Linked DNA regions of Drosophila melanogaster: region 1 is linked to region 2. A link is a contact called in public HiChIP or PLAC-seq data. All regions are on one chromosome and are shown on one strand. The core of a region is the stretch at or near the end of the contact, and the rest is flanking DNA. Distances in the headings are between cores, read along the strand shown.

The links. HiChIP or PLAC-seq counts read pairs in DNA pulled down with a chosen protein or histone mark.
Region 1: an H3K27ac HiChIP or PLAC-seq map of the Kc167 cell line shows a contact between it and region 2, with 2.1 times the contacts expected there. The contact joins the promoter of TrpRS-m here to the promoter of CG42816 in region 2. A contact is called at or near these places in 44 of 107 Hi-C or Micro-C datasets (the Clone 8 cell line, the D17-c3 cell line, the Kc167 cell line and 17 more) and 3 of 6 datasets of contacts at active chromatin or transcription factors (all in the Kc167 cell line).

What each region holds. Positions count from the first base shown.
Region 1 is chr3L:17,848,069-17,851,397 of dm6, reverse strand. TrpRS-m (Tryptophanyl-tRNA synthetase, mitochondrial) reads right to left here and starts at 1,671. Exons shown (of 3, transcript NM_140761.3): 1 at 1,300-1,671; 2 at 810-1,237; 3 at 1-621. The coding sequence starts at 1,518. CG7430 reads right to left here. Exons shown (of 4, transcript NM_140760.4): 2 at 3,324-3,329; 3 at 2,382-3,260; 4 at 1,797-2,318. The coding sequence ends at 2,253.
Region 2 is chr3L:17,795,786-17,798,962 of dm6, reverse strand. CG42816 reads left to right here and starts at 1,369. Exons shown (of 11, transcript NM_168748.4): 1 at 1,369-1,520; 2 at 1,585-2,074; 3 at 2,136-3,177. The coding sequence starts at 1,823. NUCB1 (Nucleobindin 1) reads left to right here. Exons shown (of 2, transcript NM_140751.4): 2 at 1-1,225. The coding sequence ends at 877.

The DNA.
Region 1 (3,329 bases), core at 422-2,921, 52 kb before region 2:
GCGGGCAGAAGTGGAGCCACATGCACCGCAGCCGGAATGTTGGCACTGGTTCCTAGTCCTAGGCGCTGTTTAACATCGTTCAACGTTTGGCGTGCCTGCTGACGTGCCTTTTCTGCACCCACTTCCAGCAAGTAGATCATCTCGTTGCGCTTAGTCATGTGATGGTGTATCTGTTCTCGGATCGGACGCAAGTGCTCGACCACAGCCTCCGCCACACGGTCCTTATACTTTGCCGTGTCCAAAGTGGCGGCCTCGTTCACCACTGTCTTAATGCTCTGTCCCGTGACCTGGGCATGGATGTTGACCAGATTGCTGACGCCAGCACGCTTGCCAGGATTATAAGTAATGTCCGATGTAAAGTCTGTGACGGCTTTCTTTATCTTCTGCGTAATCAAGTCGGGCGAGTCACACAAGTTGATGGTGGCCTTGGGATTCGCTTCCGATTTAGACATCTTTTTGGAGGGATCTCGCAGGGACAGCACACGGGAGGCATCACCATCCTCAATGATGGCGGTGCAAACAGGGAAAGTCTCGCCATAGCGACCGTTATAAATTCTGGCCAAGTGCTGGGCCAGCTGAATGTGCTGAATCTGGTCAGCGCCCACAGGAACATGAGTGGACCTGATCGAAAAACGAATATGAATATTATAAGTACTATAATAAGTAAGCAAATGGCAAACCATTTCAGATATTAAAGGGTGGTTTAAAAATATGTAAAGCTGAACCAAAGCATTTAAGTCTGATAAGCAACTAGGACTCTTGCATTCCCGGCTTACATTCTGAACAAAAAACGGAATATATTTACTTACTTGTAAAGCATAATGTCGGCTGCTTGGAGAACCGGGTAAACGTACAATCCCAGAGGGACATCCTTTAGAAGACGGGACTTCTCTCGGAACTGCGGCAGTTGAGCCAATCGCGGCATGGTGGTCAAGGAGCTAAGGATCCAATTGAACTCGGCGTGCTCGGCAACGGCGGACTGGACAAAGAGGGTGCTCTTGGTGGGATCGATGCCACATGCCAACAACGTGGCGGCCATGGTGAAGATGTTCTCTCGCAGAAGCGGCGGATTGTGGGGCATGGTAATAGAGTGCAAATCCACAATACACACGGTGACATCGTCACGAGCATTCTGCAGCTGCACCCATTTGCGCACGGCGCCGAGATAATTACCCAGATGCAGGGAACCCGTCGGCTGGATGCCACTAAAGACTTTCCTCGGCCAGCGGGTGTTATGCTGGGTTGGGGTAATATATTAGAGTCTTGTGTTATGTAAACTATTTCTACGAATGCACTTACTTCTTCGTGGCCACTGTTAACGGAATTACCATGGGGGTGTACGTGCTGCTTGTTTCCACCGGTTACCTGGGCCGTCGCAGAGGGCGTTCCAGCCGTCCTACTAGCCAATCCCGGCAAGAAACTCCTCGCCTGAATGCAACGGCGCTGGGAATACACAGCTGTCTGTCCCTTTTTGGCCACCTTAGACAGACTGCGATGGAGCTTGCCAAATCGGAACATTGCAATGAGCTATGAATTTTGTACCCCAAAACTTTTGAGTAAAAAATATTGGGAATAATGCGGTGCTAAATGTGTGAACAAAGCCCAAAAATAAATTATTTGTTCGAAACGGCCGAAATTTTGACACTGAGCGTTCGCGAGCGTTGCCAGATGGCTTTTGAAAAGCCGGTACGACAGCTGTGAACAGTGATACTCAGCTTGGCGAGTTTTCCGCTAAATCGTGGATTAATATTAATATTCAAATTTAATAAAGAATGTTATTTATTATCATTTTTTTTATAACTCTCTATTTAAGGGTATTACCTATTTACATCTTACTTGTGAACGTATGGCTTGAAATTTAATGTAATTGTTTGATGGTAAATAAATTGTAGAGACCAATTGAACAATTTTTTTTTTTTAACAGGACTCCTATTATTTTTATGCTTATAGCTTTATTAGTGGTACACCAGAAAATCTAACGACATTGAAAAAGAATTAATCTGCAGAACTGCAGTTTCGAGTTTTCAAACAGTGTTGTATTTATTCTAGCTTAATACACATATTACATTGCAATTAACGCCTGGCGCCATTACCATTATTTATATTTTCCACTTTTCTGTTCCTACATTGAGAGTTACAAATATGCGGAGACTGTCGTTTCGGCCGTCAGGATAATTTTTCGAATAGGGGTTATTCAAAGATTTCAAACGCGGTGCAAAATTCTTCACTATCTGGCAGAGATTGGGAAGTGCTTAGAAGTTGATGGGTTTGCCAAAGGCAGCTGCCACATTGGCCTCACGCAGGGCCTCGGAACATGTCTGAAAGAAGGAATTGTGCGCATTAGGTTCGAAAGGTTCAAATCAGATTAGGTAATCACTTACTGGATGCGCATGGCAAACGCGGGCAACGTCCTCGGCAGCGGCTCCGTACTCCATGGCCAGCACAGCCTCGTTAATGAGCTCGCCGGCACCAGGTCCGATAATATGGGTTCCCAGGATCTTATCGGTGGCCTGGTCGGCCAGAACCTTGACGAAACCGTCGGTGTCGTTGTTGGTCTTGGCACGAGAGTTGGCCAGGAAGGGGAACTTGCCCACCTTGTAGGCAACACCCTCCTGCTTCAGTTGCTCCTCGCTCTTGCCAACCCACGCGACCTCGGGATGCGTGTAGACTACACTGGGCACGCAGTTGTAGTCGATGTGCACGTGGCCGCCGTTGATGCCCTCAATGGTGATGAGGCCCTCATCTTCAGCCTTGTGCGCCAACATGGGTCCGTGGATGCAGTCGCCGATGGCGTAAATATTGGGCACCACAGTTTGGAAAGTGGCGTTGACGGGGATCCTGCCGCGGTCATCCTTAACAATGCCCACGGCCTCCAGACCCAAACCTTCGGTGTAGGGACGACGTCCAACACTGACCAGCAGGGCGTCGCACTGGATCTCCTCTTTCTCGCCAGACTTGGCGTTCTCCACGGACACGGTGACGTTGTCGCCGCTGCGAGAGGCAGCCGTCACCTTGGTGCCCAGCTTGAACTTAAGACCCTGCTTGGTGAGCACCTTTTGGAACGTCTTGGAGACTTCGTTATCGATGCCCACGCCGCCGATCGTATCCATGAACTCAATGGCAGTGACCTCAGCGCCCAGACGCGACCATACCGAACCCAGCTCCAGGCCAATGACACCGGCGCCGATGACAACCAGATGCTTGGGCACCTTGGCCAGCTTCAGGGCGCCAGTGCTGCTCACAATAACTTCCTCGTCGATCTGTGAAGGTTTTTGAATGGCATGCATTAGTAATCAAGCGCGCTGTAGAGGTTTTGCACTTACTTCAAT
Region 2 (3,177 bases), core at 120-2,619:
GGACGATATGAGGGAGCGAGCAGAGGAAATGGAACGTATGCGCGAGCACTACTTTCAGGAGACGGACATGAACCACGACGGCTTAATCAGCATCGACGAGTTCATGGTGCAGACTAACAAGGAAGAATTTCAAAAGGACCCCGAATGGGAGACCATCGACCGACAGCAGCAGTATACACACGAGGAGTATCTGGAGTACGAACGCCGGCGGCAGGAGGAAGTGCAGCGCTTGATTGCTCAGGGCCAGCTGCCACCGCACCCGAACATGCCACAGGGATACTATGCTGCTCCACCACCAGGAGGCGTGGCCTACCAACAGGCACCACCGGGCGCCCAATTGCACTACCAGCATCCTGACCAAGTACACGCCCAGCAGCAACAGCAATACGCGCAACAGCAACAGCAATATGCCCAGCAATACCAACAGCAGCAGTACGGAAACGGACAGCAGCCTGTGCAGCTGCAACCCAACCAGGTTTACCAACACGCTGGACAGATTCCGCAGCAACAACAACCGGTATACCAAAATCAACCTGTGTATCAGCAACAGCAGCCAGTCTATCAGCAGCAACAGCCAGTGCAGCAACAGCAAAAGCCTGTGCAACAGCCGGTGCAACAGCAGCAACAGCCTGTGCAACAGCAGCAGCAGCCTGTGCAGCAGCAGCAGCAAACTGTGCAGCAACAGCAACCAGTACAGCAGCAGCAGCAAACTGTGCAGCAACAGCAACCAGTACAGCAGCAGCAGCAAACTGCCCAACAGCAACCCGTAGCACAACAACAGATCCACAATCAGAGTCCTCCGCCCGTTCTGAATCAACAGGTGCCAGTGCAGCAGCAACAGAAACAGCATCAAGAATCATTAAATCAACAACACTAAGCATTCCCTTGCTAACGCATTTCTTTTGGGGCATGCAAGCAAAGCATTATACACTTCTGGTAACGAGAACACAATGTGATTGGACTGAAATAGCTCACTAAAGTCAATATCTCACTATAGTTATGTAGCAAATTTACGATGAAGTAACTGATTGTCACAACGGCTACCGCATTGTCTTTTACATTTTATACTTCATTCTTTTTATACTCTTTTTTTCGCTTTTCCAGTAGCTCTGCATTTGCGTGATGTATTTCTCTAACGAATTTTGTGTACATATGAGTTTATACCTGAACATCAAAAACAAAATAAATGAAATGAAACGAAACAGTGCTGGGTTTTAATTGAGTCAAAAATTAAACAGAGTTGCTTTTAGTTAAGTGACAAAATATTTACACACTTAAAGTTCTTGTATGAAATCGATTATGGCTGACCACAAAGCTCCAAATTGGATTATAAAGTTGTTGTTGCTGTTGTGGAAAAACTTTTCAATGCTCAAAGGCCGCAAATGTTATGTGGTCAGCCTTTTCTTTTTCTTTGCCCTCCTGCCTTTACTTTGTATGTGCGCAAGGCTTATACCGTTACTGAGGAACAAACCAAAAATTCCGGATCCAATACCAACTGCGGCGTTTCTTTATAATTTACCGTAAGTCCTACATGCTAGTACTTCCTCCATTACTAGAGATTTAAATTTTTTACTATCCTTAAAGCTCATATATTTACTTCGCTCCCCAAACTAAGTTGATCGAGTCGATTGTGGCAGAGCTGAACGTAAATAAAACCACAGGATTTGAAAACTCGCACAAACTTTATGAAGCCTTGGTTAGTTTTTCGAAGGAACAAAGTTCTGTGATTGGTATCAAATTTTCCGACCCCTGGACAGAATGGCCTGATAAGCTGTCTTTCACCCTCCATTCTGGCAAGCCAGTTGATTTAAACGTGGATATTATGTACTTAGCAGACGGATCGTATCCGTTATATAAAACCGGCTTCTTAGCCGTACAGCAGGCATTGAGCCAGGTCCATATTAAGCACAAGTGTAAGGAATTCAATAAGACCCAGGGGGATATCAAGTTTCCACCAATTAAGGACCTTCCTTCCCCGCCAATTTTTAAGTCGGACAACTCATCTACCTTACAAGATGTGGGCATAATGATTATTGTAATCATTATCTTCTTTGTGGTTGTCAGCTTGACAAAGGTAACGAAATTTTAGCCGTGAAGGTTATATTAATTAATGATTGTCATACTCTATGTTACAGTCCATCGTCGAGGAAAAGGAGCTCCAGCTTAAGGTGACACTGAACCTGATGGGTGTGGGCTCTTGTCTGCAGTGGGTGGCGTGGTACATCCAGACCTTCATAATATTCTTGATCGGATCATCGATAATAACGTTGTTCTGGAAACTCGTCCTACCAAATTCTGAGATATCCTTTATGCCCTTCACCCACTGGTCGATGGCACTGTTCGTTCTGCTAGTGCTCAGCCACTGCACGATCTGCTTTAGCTTCCTGATGAGCAGTCTAATCTCTACAACATATCGCATCTCGCTGGTTACTTTTCTTGCCTTGATTGCCACCTATCTTCCCTTTTTGATTTTGCACTCAAAGGGATGTTCGGAAGGATTGAACGTGTTCCTCAGCCTTTTCTTGTTGTCTGGACTGCAAGTGTTGGTCGTCGGCATTTGCATGTGGGAGGACTACGGTGAAGGTCTACAGTGGGGTAATCTCTTCGAGACCTCATGGCCGGGAGGCACGCTGAGCGTTGGCTATATCCTTTTGGTCATGATATTGGCTAGCTTTCTTTCCCTGCTTCTATGCCTATACCTTGAGAAAATCCGGCCAGGCCCTTACGGTGTTCCCCAACCTTGGCATTTCCCCTGCACCCGCTGCTGCTCCACAGAAAGTCTCTTGCCCTATAGCCGTCTCTTTAACAGAATATTCGGCATATATAGCGCGGCCCCAGATGAGGAACGTCCCGACCTCCAATTGATTGAACCAGATCCCGTGGACAAGATCGCCGGCGTTCAGATCAGAGGTCTTAGCAAGACTTTCGGCAAGATGGAGGTCGTGAAGAACGTTAGCTTCGACATGTTCGAGGGACAGATCACGGTGCTAATGGGACACAATGGAGCGGGCAAGACCACACTTATCAGTATGCTGGCTGGATTCATTTCGCCCACTTCGGGGACGGCTCTGATAAATGGCTTTGACATCCGGCAGGAACGAAGACAGGCCCAGAGATGCATTGGTCTGTGCCCGCAGCAGAACGTCCTCTTTAAGCACCTTAGCTCGGTTAGTCACA